Linked DNA regions of Gasterosteus aculeatus: region 2 is linked to region 1. The links are chromatin contacts, called in public Hi-C maps. All regions are on one chromosome and are shown on one strand. The core of a region is the stretch at or near the end of the contact, and the rest is flanking DNA. Distances in the headings are between cores, read along the strand shown.

Evidence for each region. Hi-C and Micro-C count contacts between places; a contact is called where the count stands out from the background.
Region 2: a Hi-C map of liver shows a contact between it and region 1, with 4 times the contacts expected there. The contact joins two enhancer-like sites. A contact is called at or near these places in 3 of 6 Hi-C or Micro-C datasets (liver, skeletal muscle and whole body).

What each region holds. Positions count from the first base shown.
Region 1 is chr17:11,996,813-12,000,042 of fGasAcu3.hap1.1, forward strand. No RefSeq gene overlaps it. Among protein-coding and RNA genes, the nearest start is that of LOC120834706, 51 kb to the left of the region's middle. Within about 2 kb of position 1,334, at least 7 of the 9 cell types and tissues checked have open chromatin away from gene starts, as enhancers often do.
Region 2 is chr17:12,138,697-12,141,819 of fGasAcu3.hap1.1, forward strand. foxp4 (forkhead box P4) reads left to right here. Exons shown (of 18, transcript XM_040203460.2): 15 at 618-739; 16 at 1,337-1,403; 17 at 2,632-2,801. Among protein-coding and RNA genes, the nearest start is that of LOC144388944, 10 kb to the left of the region's middle. Within about 2 kb of position 1,600, at least 1 of the 9 cell types and tissues checked has open chromatin away from gene starts, as enhancers often do.

The DNA of each region.
Region 1 (3,230 bases), core at 84-2,583:
GCCATCAGCCCACCCATCGCTTACTGAGAGTCAGCAAAACAGGAACTCCTTGTTTGGCAGGGTTGCAGACATAGCTGATGATGTACAGGTGTACCGTGGGATGGAATTTGTCTTTCAGCAAATACATTCCATGACAGATATGAGAGACAAGGAAAACACTTTTCTTTTTAGGTTCATAAAAAACTATGAAAAATAAACACAGTTGCCGACACTTCTTCACATATGTGTTCTTCACAGGCGTTTCCCTCCCCTCTCTTTCACCTTAAGCGTACCCCATTTCCATATGTTCTTAATCGGGCCAGAGGGAGTGAAGAAAGAAAGAATTGACTTCGGTGTAGGGGGAGAAGGGGTACCACTCAGGGTCTGTTTGGGTTTAATGTCTGCTTCTGCTCTAATAGAGGATAAATAAACACTGTTCTGTTTGGGGTGCACAGATTCCATAGACACATACACACACACACACACACACAGATCCACCTTCTGGTTGCGTGGTCAGTCAAGCTAATGCAGCAGAAAATGGCTTGCTCCCCTGTCCTCCCTGTGTGCTGGTGCTGTTATTACTTGCAGCCTAATAAGGCCCAGATGCCTAATATTAGACATAATCTGTCAGAATAGTTTTGTTTATGTAATTTAATTTTTCCAGGCAGTTGTTTCCAATTAAGTTGTTTAAAAGTTTTAATTGAATTACATGTGAGATATCTCCATGAAGAGAAATGGCAAAAAAGCAGGGCCGGGGTAGACATGTGGGAACAATGCTGTTTTGGCCTGTGTGTGTGTGTGTGTGTGTGTGTGTGTGTGTTTGTGTGTGTGTGTGTGTGTGTGTTTGCACGTTCCCATTGATACACACCTATCATTACAGCTTTCCCATTATTGTCAAGCCTCTCAGTAGTGAGTGCTGTACCGTCTATGGTAATTATGACGTTATGAGGTGGCAATTACATTAAAATGTGTTTGACTGTCAAACGCCCACTACAATGACATGTCAGCCCGCTGAGATGAGCATAAAATGGTTGAAATGGAGAGAATGAAAGAAATAATATTGAGTGACTGCTTTGCTGAGAAACTGACTGAGGAAATTCGATGCAAGAAATAAAAAGCACTGCATTGTGCAAGGCACTTGACCATTTAATAACCGTTTGTTGTGACAGCCTGGAAAAAGGCTCTGTTGTAACTTGCAATGTGTAACTTGGAAGTGATGAAGTTGTATTTGGAGTGGCGTTACTTTCTTGCTCCTCAGTGTGAGACTTTGGAGAATATGTTGTACACAGTATTTATAGTCGTTCTCCTTTGTAGCCACAAGGGGCACACATGAGCAGATATGAACGAGTCCTCCCTCCCTGCAGCTCATGTCTCAGGCCCGGCCGTAGAGCCCAGCCAGTGTGGTGCATGTGTTAGGCGTGAGCATGTGTCGGTGAAGGTTCTCATTTCTGTTTATGTGGCACCTACCCACTGAAAATATGAAAGAGTTGCCAGGTTACAACTGAAGAGTTCGGGAGTGGGGGTGAGTGAGTAGTGGGCTGCTGGTTGTACGGCGTTGAGTGGAGTTTGGGGAGCAACCTGTCATATTTTGTAAAAAGGAAAGAAAAGACGAGTGCGTGTTAGAATGCATTCCAGAGAAAAAAAGAGAGGGAAGGGAAGAAGAAGAAAGACAAGGATCCCTTCAGTAAGCAGGGCGGTGTTGCGTGACTGGCGTTTCATGAACACACACACACACACACACATACACACGTGCAGCAAACACAGACATCGGCCAGCTATGAATTGTGTCCTGATGTGTTTTCTCTCACTGGTAACTTTAGTATGGATGATTTAACGCTTAACTGCAATCAGTGTTAAAGCGTTCCACAAGGCTCACTCAGACATAGCTGCTGTGTGTGTGTGAGAGGCTCCCTCAGCCATAACAGACTCCCGGGCTGTTTAGAGAGGCTGGCTACAATGCGGAGGACAGATGTGGAAAACCCCTGGCTCTCCAGACAAGGGCCTCCTTCATCCCTCCTTCTCCTGTCCTTCAATGAGACGGAGGGACGGAGGGATGGAGTTACTGAACTAACTTCCTGGATTACATCAAACACCCCTCTGCATGCAGGGCTGCTGAACCTCCCACCTCCTCCCTCTCTCCCTCTCTCTCTCTCTTGCGCTTACGGTTTCTGGCTCTCTCTTCCCTTGCAGGGAGTCTCTCCATCTCTCCATCTATACATCCAGACTCTTTGTGCTCATTTGTGTGTTGAGGGAATATGTTTAGAAGTTCATATATTCTATAAGTACATTCCCCCCATGTGGATGTGAATAATGTTATGCTGTGGCAAAAAGGAAGAGTTGGTAATTCTAATGAAATTAGGGGGGGGGGCTTCAAAGGTACAGAAGTTCGTCACAATGAGAAAGAGAGAAACTTTGCTGTGATTGATTGAGTTGAAGCATTAAGCAGCAGGTGTTTGGGCTGTGTAGAAGGCATGGCCAAGGCAGCGAGCTGCAGAGGGCAGTCAGTAGCCACTGAGCCGTGGAACAAGTTGGGGATAGGGATTGGCTGTTATCTGCCCAGCCGTCTGCAGCTGTATTTACCGCCTTTGTTTGTTGTTCCCTAAGCAGTCGGCGCTGTGTGTGTGTGTGAGTGTGTAGAAGTGCGTGTTTGCTGTTCCCTGTGCGGCCTGGGGAGCACTGGGAATTTTCTGTGTCAGTGCGTCGGAGGATTTTGGCTGAAGCTTTGTTGATCCTGTCTTTGTTGATCCTGTGTTGTTGTAGCGAGGGGGGCAAGAAGATTGAGGCATTAGCCATGGCAGCTGGGATTTAACCCTCTCCCTGCATCCTCTCTGCCTTCACCCCCCTCCTGAGCTCGGCCACTGGGCAGGGCCAGACACCCCCTCTGACCTATCCCAAGTAACTACTAACCCCCCGCATAAAAACAGTGTGAAAATGCTCTTCGTTCCCCTCTTGGTTTTGTGTCATGCTCTCTGAAGCGAACCAACTTCCAATTATTGCCCCTCCGGTTCACCCAGGCACCAGTGGCCAGAGGTGTGTGATGTTGATTGTGTGTGTTAACGCTCAGTTTGTTTGTGGCTGTGAGCCAAGTGATCCAGACACCTTTATGCTTCTCAGTGAAGAGATAGCAAGTTGTGGGGGCATTTATTTGTATGATGTCATATAAACTTTGCCGTTTCCATTAAGCTACACTTCTCCACATCCGATGGGCACTGTGGACTTGGTACTGCGTTTTTGGCATCGAACATACAGAC
Region 2 (3,123 bases), core at 350-2,849, 140 kb after region 1:
GCTGATGGGGACTGATTAGAAAAATTCTCAGATAAAATAACGCTGCTAGAGAACGGCTACAGTGTGTTAGCACAGTACATGTGTGCAGAAAGAGAGGGATGCCCCTCAGGTCACACTACTTAAAAAGCATCTTAGCACCAAACTGGAAGCATTGTTTGTACTGAACACACCTTGAATGAGTGTTTGGACCTCCCGCCAAGTGAAAACTTCAAGTAAAGGAACAGAAAACTATTTGAGCTGGTTTTCTCTTCAAGGATACGCTGGGAAATCATGGATCATCTTGGTGACTAAAAAAATGTGTAGCTCAGACTATTTTAATACATTTCTGAAATTAACAGGAGACATCAAGGAATATGTCACTTTTTAGACTAACGTCAGAAGGCCTTTTACAATTAATTCTTTTTACAGTGTTTTTCAGGTGTTTTTCACCACCACACGCTCTTCAGAAAAGGAAGAAGGGGCCACTATAAACTTAAATATGGCAAAAATAATTTAAATATAATTAATAATAATAATAATGATAGAAAATATAAGATTTAAATGTAAAAGACGTTTTTTAACTTCTCTTTAGTTGTGTTAACGCTTTACATCTCTCATCTCTCTTTTTGCCTTCCCAGAATGCCGTGCGCCACAACCTGAGTCTGCACAAGTGTTTTGTTCGTGTTGAAAACGTTAAGGGGGCTGTGTGGACTGTGGATGAAGTTGAATACCAAAAGAGGAGACCACCAAAGATGACCGGGTAAGAGCACACACACACACACACAGACGATGGTATTCACGGTGCACAGTTGAGGTTGATGTGTGAGCTTTATGGATGCTGGCACAATGATTTGCTAAATGGACCCTCTATTATTACCAAGAGCAATCAAAAAAAGAGAGAAAAGGGAAGCTGGCTTATCGGTACAGACTTTACTGCATATGTGTGTGTGTGTTTTCTCTGTTTGTCGACACCATTAGTAAGCAGCTGTGATCGATGCAGGAGAGAAAAAAAAACCTTGTTAGCGTATGTAAACAGATGTTCTCTCTCCAACCGCCAGAGAAACCATTGATAATTACGCACACAGGCGCGCACACCTGCACGCTCGCACACCAGACTGAACAGACACTGGAACACTAAACAGATGCTAAAACACACACACATGTTAGTGTGTCAACACTTTGTGTGTATGTTTCTACTTGTAACAAACAAATTTGTGAAATTGGTCAGAGAGCTTTGGCATATATTTTCACATATGTACTCAATCTGTGATGCTCACTCCCCTCTCTCTCTCTCTCTCTCTCTCTCTTTATCTACGTGTGTGTGTGTGTGTGTGTGTGTGTGTGTGTGTGTGTCTAGAAGTCCCACTCTGGTGAAAAACATGATTTCAGGCTTGGGCTTTGGATCCCTAAACGCAAGCTACCAGGTAAGGAATTTCTCTGTCTCTCTCGCTCTCTCTCACTCTCACACACACAAACTTAGCTGCCAATCACAATCAAGGGCACTAATATCAATTCCCTTTTATAATTAGCAGATTCCCTAACGACGTTCACGCCACCTCCCCCCTCCTACACCAACACACACTCTCACCTCCCACCTCGCTTCCTCACGCAGGCACACACATTAACGCACGCGTTAACACACACTCGACCCATCTCTTCACTCCTACGCGGACACAAAGACAGAACCCACACAAGCAATTTTTCCACCGAGATGATTTATAGCGTCAAGTAGTTGTCAATTAAGGTTACCGCATAAAAATATTGCCTGGCCCAGATAATCCATCTCTTAGCATAGTGAGAATTCCCTTCCCCTGGTCTTTCTTTCCCCCTCCTGTGTGAGCGGGGATGTGGAGTGAGTCTCTTAGCGAGTGTTCAAACTGCCTCGTCTGAGAACAGCTGGATGCGAGCCGTGAACGAAGCTGCCCCTGTTGATTCAGTTGTTCTCCTCTGCAGACGTTGATGTTTTACCGTGCGTCTTAGTTGAGGCTGTGGATCAGTCTTGCTTAACATTCCTGTTGTGACTCTCTTGTGAACACACACGCGCTTATGACTTAAAAGCACAATCACGAGCCGTGATTCACTGTATTCAAGTGCCCCCTAGTGGTTTGTCAGGTTCACAAGCAAGACAGTGGATTCCAATGTGCTCCGTATTGAAGAGCTCTCAGCACTGCCAAAGAAAAACTGTCCAACATCCACTGTGCCTGTGACCACATATTCTACTATGTTTAACATGTAGGTTATGGGGAATCTACAAACACAGGTTAAATGAATAAGAAACATGTAAATGTAATGTAGATGTTTCAACATATCTGGTTGTAGTGGTCAGATCACTGTATTACATTACAGGTCATTTAGCTGACGCTTTTATCCAAAGCGATTTACATTGCATTTTTAACCCATGGCTTTTTTACATTTTTGCCTGGGGAGCAATTAGGGGTTAGGTGTCTTGCTCAGGGACACTTGGGACATATTTGGGACATGGAGCAGCCGGGGCTCAAACCTGTCTACCTTCTCTACTCCTGCGCTACGTTGACCCACCCATACCGCATACATGTATTACCTTGCATACGCCTGCTGCCATTATCATTTAAGATTAGCTAGTGTCCAGCCTCCATTTAATGTGACTGGACCACGTTGTGTGTTTGTGTGCAGGCGGCTCTGGCGGAGAGCAGTCTGTCCTTGCTGAACAGCCCTTCCCTGATGACCCCATCTGCGGCCAGCCTCAACATGCTGCATGTGGGCCACGATGATGTCAGCTCTACTGTGGAGCAGGTCAACAGTAACGGGAGCTGCAGCCCCACGCTGAGCCCTCACCAGTACAGGTACTCGCATGCACCCTCAAATAAACAAAACAGAAGGTGTAGGGCCAGTCTTTTTCTCCCAGCGTTGACCATCTTTATAGTATATGATGATATAAATCTATATGCTGGAGTTGTGATAGAGATACAAATATTAACATCTCTAGAGAAGATAACTGATTTTATTTTATTTTAGTTTAGTGTGAGATCATTTTGCATAACTGGTAGGGGTGTAACGATTCATTCACTGAATCAATTAATATCGATATTCCTGCGATCCAACTGAATCGATCTGTGCTCCGCAAATCGGCATTCCGGACGACATATATTGATTACAAATCGATTG